Regions from separate parts of the Mus musculus genome. Here region 1 is linked to region 2. The links are chromatin contacts, called in public Hi-C maps. All regions are on one chromosome and are shown on one strand. The core of a region is the stretch at or near the end of the contact, and the rest is flanking DNA. Distances in the headings are between cores, read along the strand shown. Region 1 has its middle 75 kb from the start of 0610006L08Rik. Region 2 overlaps Slco3a1 (solute carrier organic anion transporter family, member 3a1).

Evidence for each region. A called contact is a pair of places that touch in the nucleus more often than the background predicts.
Region 1: a contact with region 2 is called in a Hi-C map of the HPC-7 cell line, with 1.8 times the contacts expected there. The contact joins two enhancer-like sites. A contact is called at or near these places in 2 of 484 Hi-C or Micro-C datasets (the HPC-7 cell line and nephron progenitors) and 1 of 115 datasets of contacts at active chromatin or transcription factors (kidney).

The regions. Positions count from the first base shown.
Region 1 is chr7:74,926,940-74,931,668 of GRCm38.p6, forward strand. No RefSeq gene overlaps it. Among named protein-coding and RNA genes, the nearest start is that of 0610006L08Rik, 75 kb to the left of the region's middle. Within about 2 kb of position 1,477, at least 30 of the 459 cell types and tissues checked have an H3K27ac peak or open chromatin away from gene starts, as enhancers often do. A contact at or near this core is called in the HPC-7 cell line, where this site is marked.
Region 2 is chr7:74,422,638-74,427,292 of GRCm38.p6, forward strand. The region is part of intron 2 of Slco3a1 (solute carrier organic anion transporter family, member 3a1); the gene reads right to left. Among named protein-coding and RNA genes, the nearest start is that of Slco3a1, 130 kb to the right of the region's middle. Within about 2 kb of position 2,029, at least 32 of the 459 cell types and tissues checked have an H3K27ac peak or open chromatin away from gene starts, as enhancers often do. A contact at or near this core is called in the HPC-7 cell line, where this site is marked.

The sequences.
Region 1 (4,729 bases), core at 227-2,726, 500 kb after region 2:
GCCCAGCCATGAATACATCCACAGAGCAACCACAGAAGCAAGGAAACACCGCCAGCATTCCTTCCTCCTACCAGGGAATGTGAGAAGTGATATAAGGAACAATCATGAAGACACTCAGTGCTTCTTTGCTTTTCACATTCCTTCCCATCTTTGTCCCTTTATCCAAAGGCTCCAGTATCCCTCACTCCTCTCATAGCATGCTCTTGTCTTGTGCTCATGCAAGTCTCTTTAGGCTGTCCCTATTCTTCATTGTTATTATTGTTTTCCAAAGGACAATCTGTGTTTAGTCCCCAAAAACTCTCACCTGAGTGTTGATAGGGTGGGGGCGGGGGAGCTGCAAGGCTTAGCATCATTCTTGGAACAAGCAAAGGAATCCAGGGCTGTGGTTCAAACATTCTCCCTGCAGTGTAGAAGAGACGTAAAGATGAAGTATATTTTTCATCCAAAAGCACTTTTTTTTTAGCCCCAACCACCTGTGTGGAGTTGTTTCAGACTGTCTCAATTTCCATAGCAAAAGGAAAAATAATTCAGGCCACACCTCTTTTGAAAATATTTTTAAATGATGCATCTCCCAAGGAAGTGAGAACCTGGTTGGAATCTAAAAACCAAGAATGAATGTGAGAACTGCTGAATGCAGGCAGTTAGGGTATCTGGGGTCTAAGAGAGGGAACTCAATAAGGAAAAAAAAAAAAAAAAGAGCCTTGACATCAGAGAAACTGGTTCAAGTCTTGAACTCAGAATTTAACAACTGAGGGACCACAGGCATCTTCTTTCACAGTTCTGCACCTTTGTGTTTACCTGAGAAGACGATAAAACTAATCTAACATTGATAAAGACAAAAATAGAGAGTGTTTGCTAAGAGTGTAATACAAAGTATCCCTTAAAAAGTAAGAACTACTAGTCATCACAGTGATCTTTCAATACTACTTACCAGACCCCAATCCCAGATCTGTTTACTTGTAGAAGCCAGGTTCTGCACTGACTTAGCTTTTACAGAGTTTTATATGTATACGCAACACCCTCAACATGCACTTAAAATTCTGTAATTTTTTTCTGTTTATTTGCATCATAACATAGATAGATAATCTATAATATATTCATGGCATTCTTGATGAGCCCTTGAATTCTTTAAAAAGTTTCAAGTTTTCTTCTGATAGAATATTATATATGAAGTAATTTTTTGTGTGCAAACACATAAATACAAAGAAGGGGAAAGGTGGGGAAAACCATTGCCAGACTTGCATCCATAGACTCAACCAACTATGCATAAAAAATAGAAAATATTCTAACACACCTGTATATCTATATTATATACACATATTATGCAGGAAATAGCACAGGTTATTAAAAAAATCTGTCAGTTTTCATATTCTAATTGCCGGGATCCTACAACGAATCTCTCATAGACAAAAAGTGACAACTGTCCACACAGACATACACGTGTGGATTTTCTTACCCTTACTTGCAAAATTATTTTAAGTGACTTCCAGTGAGTTCTCTAATAGTGTCAACAAAACAGGCACCCATGACTTTGAGCATTCTGAGAGTAGATTAAAGGTTTTCAAATACATTTTCTAATTTATCAAGTCATGGAGAAATAATAAACTATACTTCAGGCAGCCTGGGGTAGCCTTATGAAATTGTTATGATTTGTGCCTAAGAGAGAGTACAAATTCCATGGTAATCTTCACCGAATTTTAATAAGAGTGAAAGGAAGACTTAGTTAAAGTGTTCTTTGTGGCTTTTCCTTTTTTCCCTTCTAACCACAGCTATCTGCAAGCACTTCCCCTGGTGTCTTATCTCTATTGTGCAGATGCAGTGGAATCTTTATCATGTGTGGCAAGAACTGAGGCAAAGAGACACATAAAAATAATGACAGTGGCCTCGTTCTTAAAAACACAACACATTCTGCTCCTCTTTCAGGCATCAAACCCCAGATGGAGTTCTCTGTGCTTTAATGCAAAATACGAGTGTGTGTGTGTGTGTGTGTGTGTGTGTGTGTGTGTGTGTGTGTGTGTGTGTGAAGGCTCCCTCTTAATCAGTTTTAAGAATCCCAGTCATTCCACTGTAAACTGCCGTCCTTTTTTCTAGAGTATACATTTTGCCAAATAGCAGAGGAGGTGGAGGTGGAAGTAGGCATATAAAATAGCGTAGTTTTTGTTTTATTTTATTTTGTTGGATGATCAAGGTTTTAAGAGCGTGTGATTGCTCTCTCTACCTACTTCCCAACTTGCAGCAACCAACAGAAAAGCTGTTCATCCTGAATGCTTAATTATGAGAAACATGACACACAAAAAGAGAGAGAGAAATAATGCAGCCTGTGAAGGAATGTTCAGTGCGCAATTTTAAACCATGATTGTGGAGAGGGATGTGTATTGTCATGGAAATAGAGCCATGACACATTAAGTGGTGAGGAAAAACCGCCAGTGCAAAGCTGTCTGCCCGGTTCAGTATGAGTCTGTTTAAATACAAATCAACAGACACTAGATGAAAGCTTACTGTGATGGGTTATTTTTATTTTCTAATGTGCCTATTCTGTGCTCACTACAATAAATGGACGTTGCTTTTATAATTACAAAGTGTCTTTAAAACATAGGCTGTGGCTCTGGTTTTGGAGAGATAAATTAAACACACTCCACAACATGTTTCCTATTGAATGCATCGATAACCGTCACATAGAATTCGTAGAACAGATGTTGAAGTCCTGCTGACCCAGTGGTTACTCTCTCTCTCTCCTCCCCTCAGCATCATCCATCCTGAATGAAGGCAGCCTGGATGCTAAAGTGTGCACTAAGTGTACACAAGCGTATACAAGCATCAAGAGAAACTGTCCACTCCTTCTCTCTTACAAGCACTCCCCTCATGCACTTGTGACCCTGACAACAGCACAGTGGCATCAGAGAGGCATGGGAAACTCTTCTGTCCACTCAACAGAACTATACTTCCAAGGCTTTTCGGTGAGTGCCTATCACTGAATCCCTTCAACAGCTTATTTATTCTGCTGCAATTTGGTTCTGAGAGTGTCCAGAGTTGTGGGAAATTTTACAGATTAACTGAGAAACTAAATATCCAGACGTCTGACCAGAGAACCAAAGAAGGGATCCTAGATTTTAGTGAAGGATAGAGAGGGGAGAGACCAAAAAAATCACACTAAAGACTATGTGAACCCTTTGCTGCCTCTGGAACATGTTCAAATCTTGCCCTGATATGTATAAAGCAAGCAGTGAGAACTTAGCTTCAGGTTGGCAGGCTACCCCATGAGACAACCTATATAGTAATAAAAACAGAATTGTGTTGAAACTAGAACTCAGAGAATGAGACAGGCCAGAATTTGTAGCACAAACTTCATCTAGTGTTGCTTCCCAAAACAACAACCAGAACTACAAATTCAAAATTCTTGTTAGAGTTTAAATAAGAACCAGGGCTTTTCGTATTGTATTAGACTGCCAAGTTTATAATCTAAAATTAATTATCACACAAGTGGGGGAAATACACCCACCCTGCAAAACACACACACACACACACACACACACACACACACACACACAAAAGATCTGCTGTTCCAAAATTTGGTTTTCATCCTGGGGCAGCAAGCACTTTAACCACTGAGCCATCTTCCATCCTGTAAGGAGGGTCTTTAGATCAGACCAGCTGATAAGGATTCCCTATACACAAAAAGTACTGCAAAGCACATAAGTAGATACCCCTAAATTCAAAAGATTGCATTCCCAGATCATCTACACCTTAGCTGGGCTTCAAAAGAACCCTTGCTCATTGTGTCAGCTGATAAGAAGCAGAAGAGTGGGCTGAAGTGTCCTGCAAATGCTACAAGCCCCATAACACATTTGAATACATTATTAGGGGTTCTGTCAGGGTCTAGGAAGAGGTGTGCACCATTGAAGGGCTCTGGAGGCTTAACTTTTGAGATAAATACTTGTCTCATTAAAACACAACCTGGGGGTTCAGCCATAGTTAAGAAACAAGAGACAGAGATTGTGACAATTAAATTCCAATTTAGGATAATTGTTTCTTTCATGTGGGTTTAGAAGGCAGATTTTCTTCTTATTTACACATTAGCCATTCATGGAGATTTTGTTAAAGGGATCATACAAACAGCCATGACTCTTGCTTTAAGTTGAGTCATTTAAGATAATCCTCACATTGCTAGTTAGTGTTCTGTGGTAAGAGTCCCAGGAAAAGAGAAAAAGAGAGTGTTCAGGGGGCTCAGGAGATGGCCAGTTCTTAAACTGTGTATGCATAAACACCTGAGTTAAACTTTCTAGCACTCACATAAAACTCGGGAGTGTCCTGGACATGGTGGCGTAGACCTTTAATCTGAGCATTTGGGGGGAGGGGGGGAGACCTACATAGTGAGTTCCAGGACAGTCAGTGCTAAGTAGAATGATCCTGTCACAGTAGTTCGCCAAAATCAGGAATTGGCCTCCTGCTTGAGGGTTCCCAAGTTAGCCAGTCTAGCAAGTTCTTGAGATCCAAGTCCAATGAGCGATAATGTCTCAAAAGATTAAAGTGGACAATGGCTTATGCTGTAAAATCGAGAATCGAAAATGGGACCTCTTAAAATTGCAAAGCTTCTGTAAGGCAAAAGACACTGTTAATAAGACAAAAAGGCCACCAACTAATTGAGAAAGGATTTTTAACAATCCTAAAACCTATAGGGGACTAATATCCAATATATACAAAGAACTCGAGAAGCTGGACTCCAGAAAAC
Region 2 (4,655 bases), core at 779-3,278:
TGACTCTAAGAGCAAGCCCTGCGAGGCATGTGCATGGGCCAGGCTGGGGACAGGATAAGGAGGCACTGAGTTCTGGAAGTTACCAGGCTGAGGTAGCACAAGTTGAGGTAGATATAACCCAGATCACAGCTGTAAGTCACCACCAGGGTCCCCACTGTGCCACTAAGATGCTATATAGACAGTAGAGAAGAAGTGATGGCAGCAGCCCCTCACCTGGGACCTCCAGGTGACTTAGTCAAGGACACAAAGGTACTTACTGGAAAAGCTGTTAAAATCTAATAAGTCCCTGGCTTCCATCCAGGACTCCTCCTTTTGGCTTTCATGCATATCTTCTTCAGTCTGTCCCTCTCTGTCCCCTGGCACTACCGAAGCCACAACCCATGCCACCATCTCCAGTTAATGTTTCTTTTGTTTGCAATCTCAATCCCCCCCCGCATCTCCAATCTGGCTTTCTACATGTGCTGTCTTTTGCTTCCCCCTTGGATGCCCTCCCTGTCTCTACATAGCTCATTATTGAAAGTCTGTGTGCATTCTCCCATCTGTCTTTGGGGTGTCCCTGCATCAAGAGGAAAGTCATACACTGAGGATTTGTTTCCCCCTCTTCTCAAGTATCCCTGAGACAATCCATACACCTCATACTGGCATTTCTCTTCCCAGCACTCAAATACATGGCTATTTAGTACAAAGGCCCCTTTCCCATATCCTGGACACAAAGTTGCCACTTCCGCTTTCTTCTGCTAGCCTTGAATTTGAGAAGGGGAATGTAACAGACACCCAAAGGACAAACAGCTCCCTTATCTTCCAAAGCAAGCTTCATGCCACATTTCTTTTCTTGGACAGCCAGTTCCACATACCTCAGAATAGTACACTATGGCCCCAGCACAGAGATGTTGAAACTCACCCAATGCCCACTCCACTCCACTCTTCTGCTACAGAGATAACTACCACTGCCCAAGTCTTCCATCTGCCATACCTGCTTAGACAATGGAACCACATTAGAATGCACCAGACTCGGGGAAGACTACAAACAGGACACTGGAACTTACCACCACCCCTCCCCCCGTGAGGGAGGGGTCAGTCCTCATAGCCAGATTGGCTTTCTTTACATTAGTTCTGGGCCTGGTCCTCCAGTCCTCCATCTTTCTCTTATTCTTCCATTCACCAATTAACTGAATTCCCAGAATGCCTGGGGTCTGAAAACCCCCAGCCTTATTCCCTCATGAAGTAGCACAGTGTCCTGAAAGCTCCCATTTTCCTTTCTGCCTCCCCGACACAACCTGGCACAGGAGGAACTCAGCAATTTGAATGAATGTGGTTTCTGGAGGGGAAGTATCATAGTGAGCACACACTGGAGAGGACAAGGTAGGTTTTCTGTGGCAGAAGGCAGGGGGTAGGTCTGCACTCTCTCATGGCTCTCGAGCCCCGAGGCCCCTTTCTTAGCTATTGGCACACTGCTGCTACCAGGCCTGGCTGATTTCCCATGTTTACAGAGCCCAGGGCAAGCATAGTTCAGTGCTCATAATAGCAATAAATTATGACTGTAATTTAAAGTACAGGCTTGAAAAGAAACCCTAATCGCAGACCATTCTTGATCTCACAGCCCTCCCCGGAGGGCTGGGTTTCCTTCCAGCACTTGCTTTATTCTACCTTTGCTTCAAGTCCCTGCCCAGGTATTTGGCTTCGACTCCTATGATATTAAAAAGAGGCAGCAGGTGGTCAGTTGCCCCGAGCAGCTCAGTGAACTGTGCAGACCTAGGGGAATAGCCTGGCCTGGCTTCTCATTTTCCTTGGAGGAGGGTGAACAAAAAAATGTACTTTTTTTTTTTTTCATGTATTTCTCCTCTGCCATGGTTTAGACAAATGAGCTTATGCAGAAGTTTCAGGCTGAAACAGCGACAGTGGGGCCTCTCAGACTCGCTCCCTAGAAGCAAGGTTGTGCTGCACTAGTTACCAAGAGGATGAAGAGGGGAAGTGGGCAGGCAAGGGAATTAGTGTAGCTTGAATCTGAAACATCCCCACTAACTCCAGTTTGAGTGCATGGTGGCCAGTTGGTGGAGCTATTCTGCTAGACTGTGGAACTTTAGGAGGCAGGGCCTACTTGGAGATGCGGTTCTACCAGGCCCTTGGCTCCTACTAATCTCTCAGTCTCCTGGTCTACCAGGCTCTGAAGAGTCTCTGCACACCTGCATGTACTGAGATGTGGTTCCCTGGTTTCTGGCTGATATGGGCTGAAACTCTCTGAAACACTGGGCCAGAATAAGTCTCTCTTCTCTGAAGTTGTTTCTTCAGTCAGGTATGGTGGTCATAGCAGCGCAAGAATAACTAATACAGGGGATTCATCTGTTTTTGCCAAATGTGTACTACGAATGTTCAACCTTGTATATACAATACCTCCCTGAATCCCTGCAACTTCCCTGTAACCTGTTTAAGAGAACACTGTCCCATTGTCATTTGAGTAACTGAGAAATTAATATCTGGAGAGACTCCGTGTCTTGTCCAATGCTACAGAGTTATGTGCGGCAGATGCATGATGCAGGCATAAGCTTTGTCCCAACAGTGCTACTTGCATAAGCCCCTCTACATGTCCTTCAGACTGCATAACTTTAGGAAAGGTCTCCCTCCTAGCGGGGTTTCAACAAAGTGAAACTTTTTGACTGTGACTGACTTTTTTCTATATAATTGAAAAAAAAAGGATCATTTATAATAATCTTAATAATGTCCATCCTAGGCAGAGGAGTGTAACCCAGCACAGGGCTTAGCTGGACATGCCTCTGTCATGAACAGTTCCCTATGAAATGATCCCATCATCAAATCAGAATACAGAGACACAGCACAGCATTTGGCTTCCCATCACATCAGGGTCTCTGTCCTCAAAGGCCACAAGGTCTGAGGCCCGGTCACTACAACAGTTAACTCAGTGACTGGCCCAAAGTACAAGGCCATGTTCAGTGTAGAACTATGAGAGAAAAAGGAACACATTTTTCAACAGGAGTTTTTGCCACTTGACTCAGTACCATCTACAGGATCTATGAGCTTGCACATTACTATGTGTGAAATGGGAATGCCAACACCAGCCGCTCAGAACATGGATACATTCAAGGAATCAAAGTGTAAAATTCATTCCCATCTATGTTAAGAACAGCCGTGCCTTGCCCCATTGCAGTGGTTACTCTATCATCTGGCTTCAAAGTCTGCAATATAATGTCTCATCCACCTATCCACAACCTCCCTTTCTTCCTCCAGTCAAGCTAAGGCTTAAATTCCTCTTTCTCATGAAGCCACATTCCCAGGTCTTCCAGGTCACTATTTCTTGGAGGATCAGGGGAGCTAGGGTCTCCAGTGGAAGGTTTATAGCAGCTTTGAAGGATAAACTGCAACTGCACTTGAACTTTTACACTGGATAGGTGATACTTTCTTCCTCATAAACTACAGAAAAGTTGTTTGGCCACTTCTCTGTAACAAGTTAGCACTCTCTCTAGCACCCTGTGAGTATACTGAGACTGGAATGCAACCTTCAAGTACCCCCTAAGCCTGAGAGAAGCAGTCAAAGAACAGAAAGAATACTAGCTAGATAAGGCATTTCACTGCATCAACATGCTCTCCATGGGTAACCAATTCTGGTACCACTGTTCAGAGCTCATGCCTACTCTACGTATAGATTTTGTTAGTGTTTTATATCAAGTCACAGCCAGAATGACACAGACAGTCCTTTGGTTTTAAAGTGATAATATTCCCAGACTAGAACATCAGGGACAGGAAATAATCTTAGAGATCTACACTTCCTCTGCGCATGCTTCATTGCAAGGACACCAATAGGCAAAAAGTGCAAACCCTGTTCTTTTCTGGTACCCAAACTGATATCTTTGGGTAAGATACCTAGTTAAGGTAGAACTGTTCCAATCTCAAAGGTGTGAACCCAAAAGGAAGGCACAGCAATCATGTGTGCGAGGCAGTAAGAACAAACACTGGTCCTTGGTACACAGCGTACCTGCCATAAATGACACTTGCTAATAAAGGACACCTATCTTGAGCAATGAGGTGTTACTGGCATTCCTGGCCCACTTATTCAGGGATTTGTCTTCTGCCTTTCTCCTCTTCCTTCAGTCTCTGTACTGTCTCCCTCCACTCCATCCCAAGGTTACAATCCATACCCAAATCATGATGAGTCCTTGAACCTTACCTCAGTTCTGACAGGCTTCCCCTTTGAACTTGGGGAACGCTGGAAGGCTAAGCTGTTCTAGGTTACACTAACTGAGACATTTCATGACATTCCCAGATGTTGCTTGTAACAGATCCTGGTCGCATCAGCATCTACAGGTGATGACCAACCCTCTGAGCAGCAATCAGGCCCTGATCTCAGCCAGCCCATCTAGCAACACTGCAGGAGCTCAGCACACTGCTGAGAGCAAAGCCAGTCTCCTGTATTACACAGCTGACATCCCCATGGTAAAAGGAGAAAGACAGTAAACAGATGACCAAGTTGACACCCCACACAGCTAAAATTCAAGGGGTTAATAAAAAGCAGGGAAGAAGTTAGCCACTAACTGTTGCTGAAGGGTTGGGAGGAGAGCAGTTAATTTACACGGTGGCACAGGAAATCCTGTCTGATACCATGGCAAGTGACAGACACCAGACATAAGTGAGGAAATGAACCA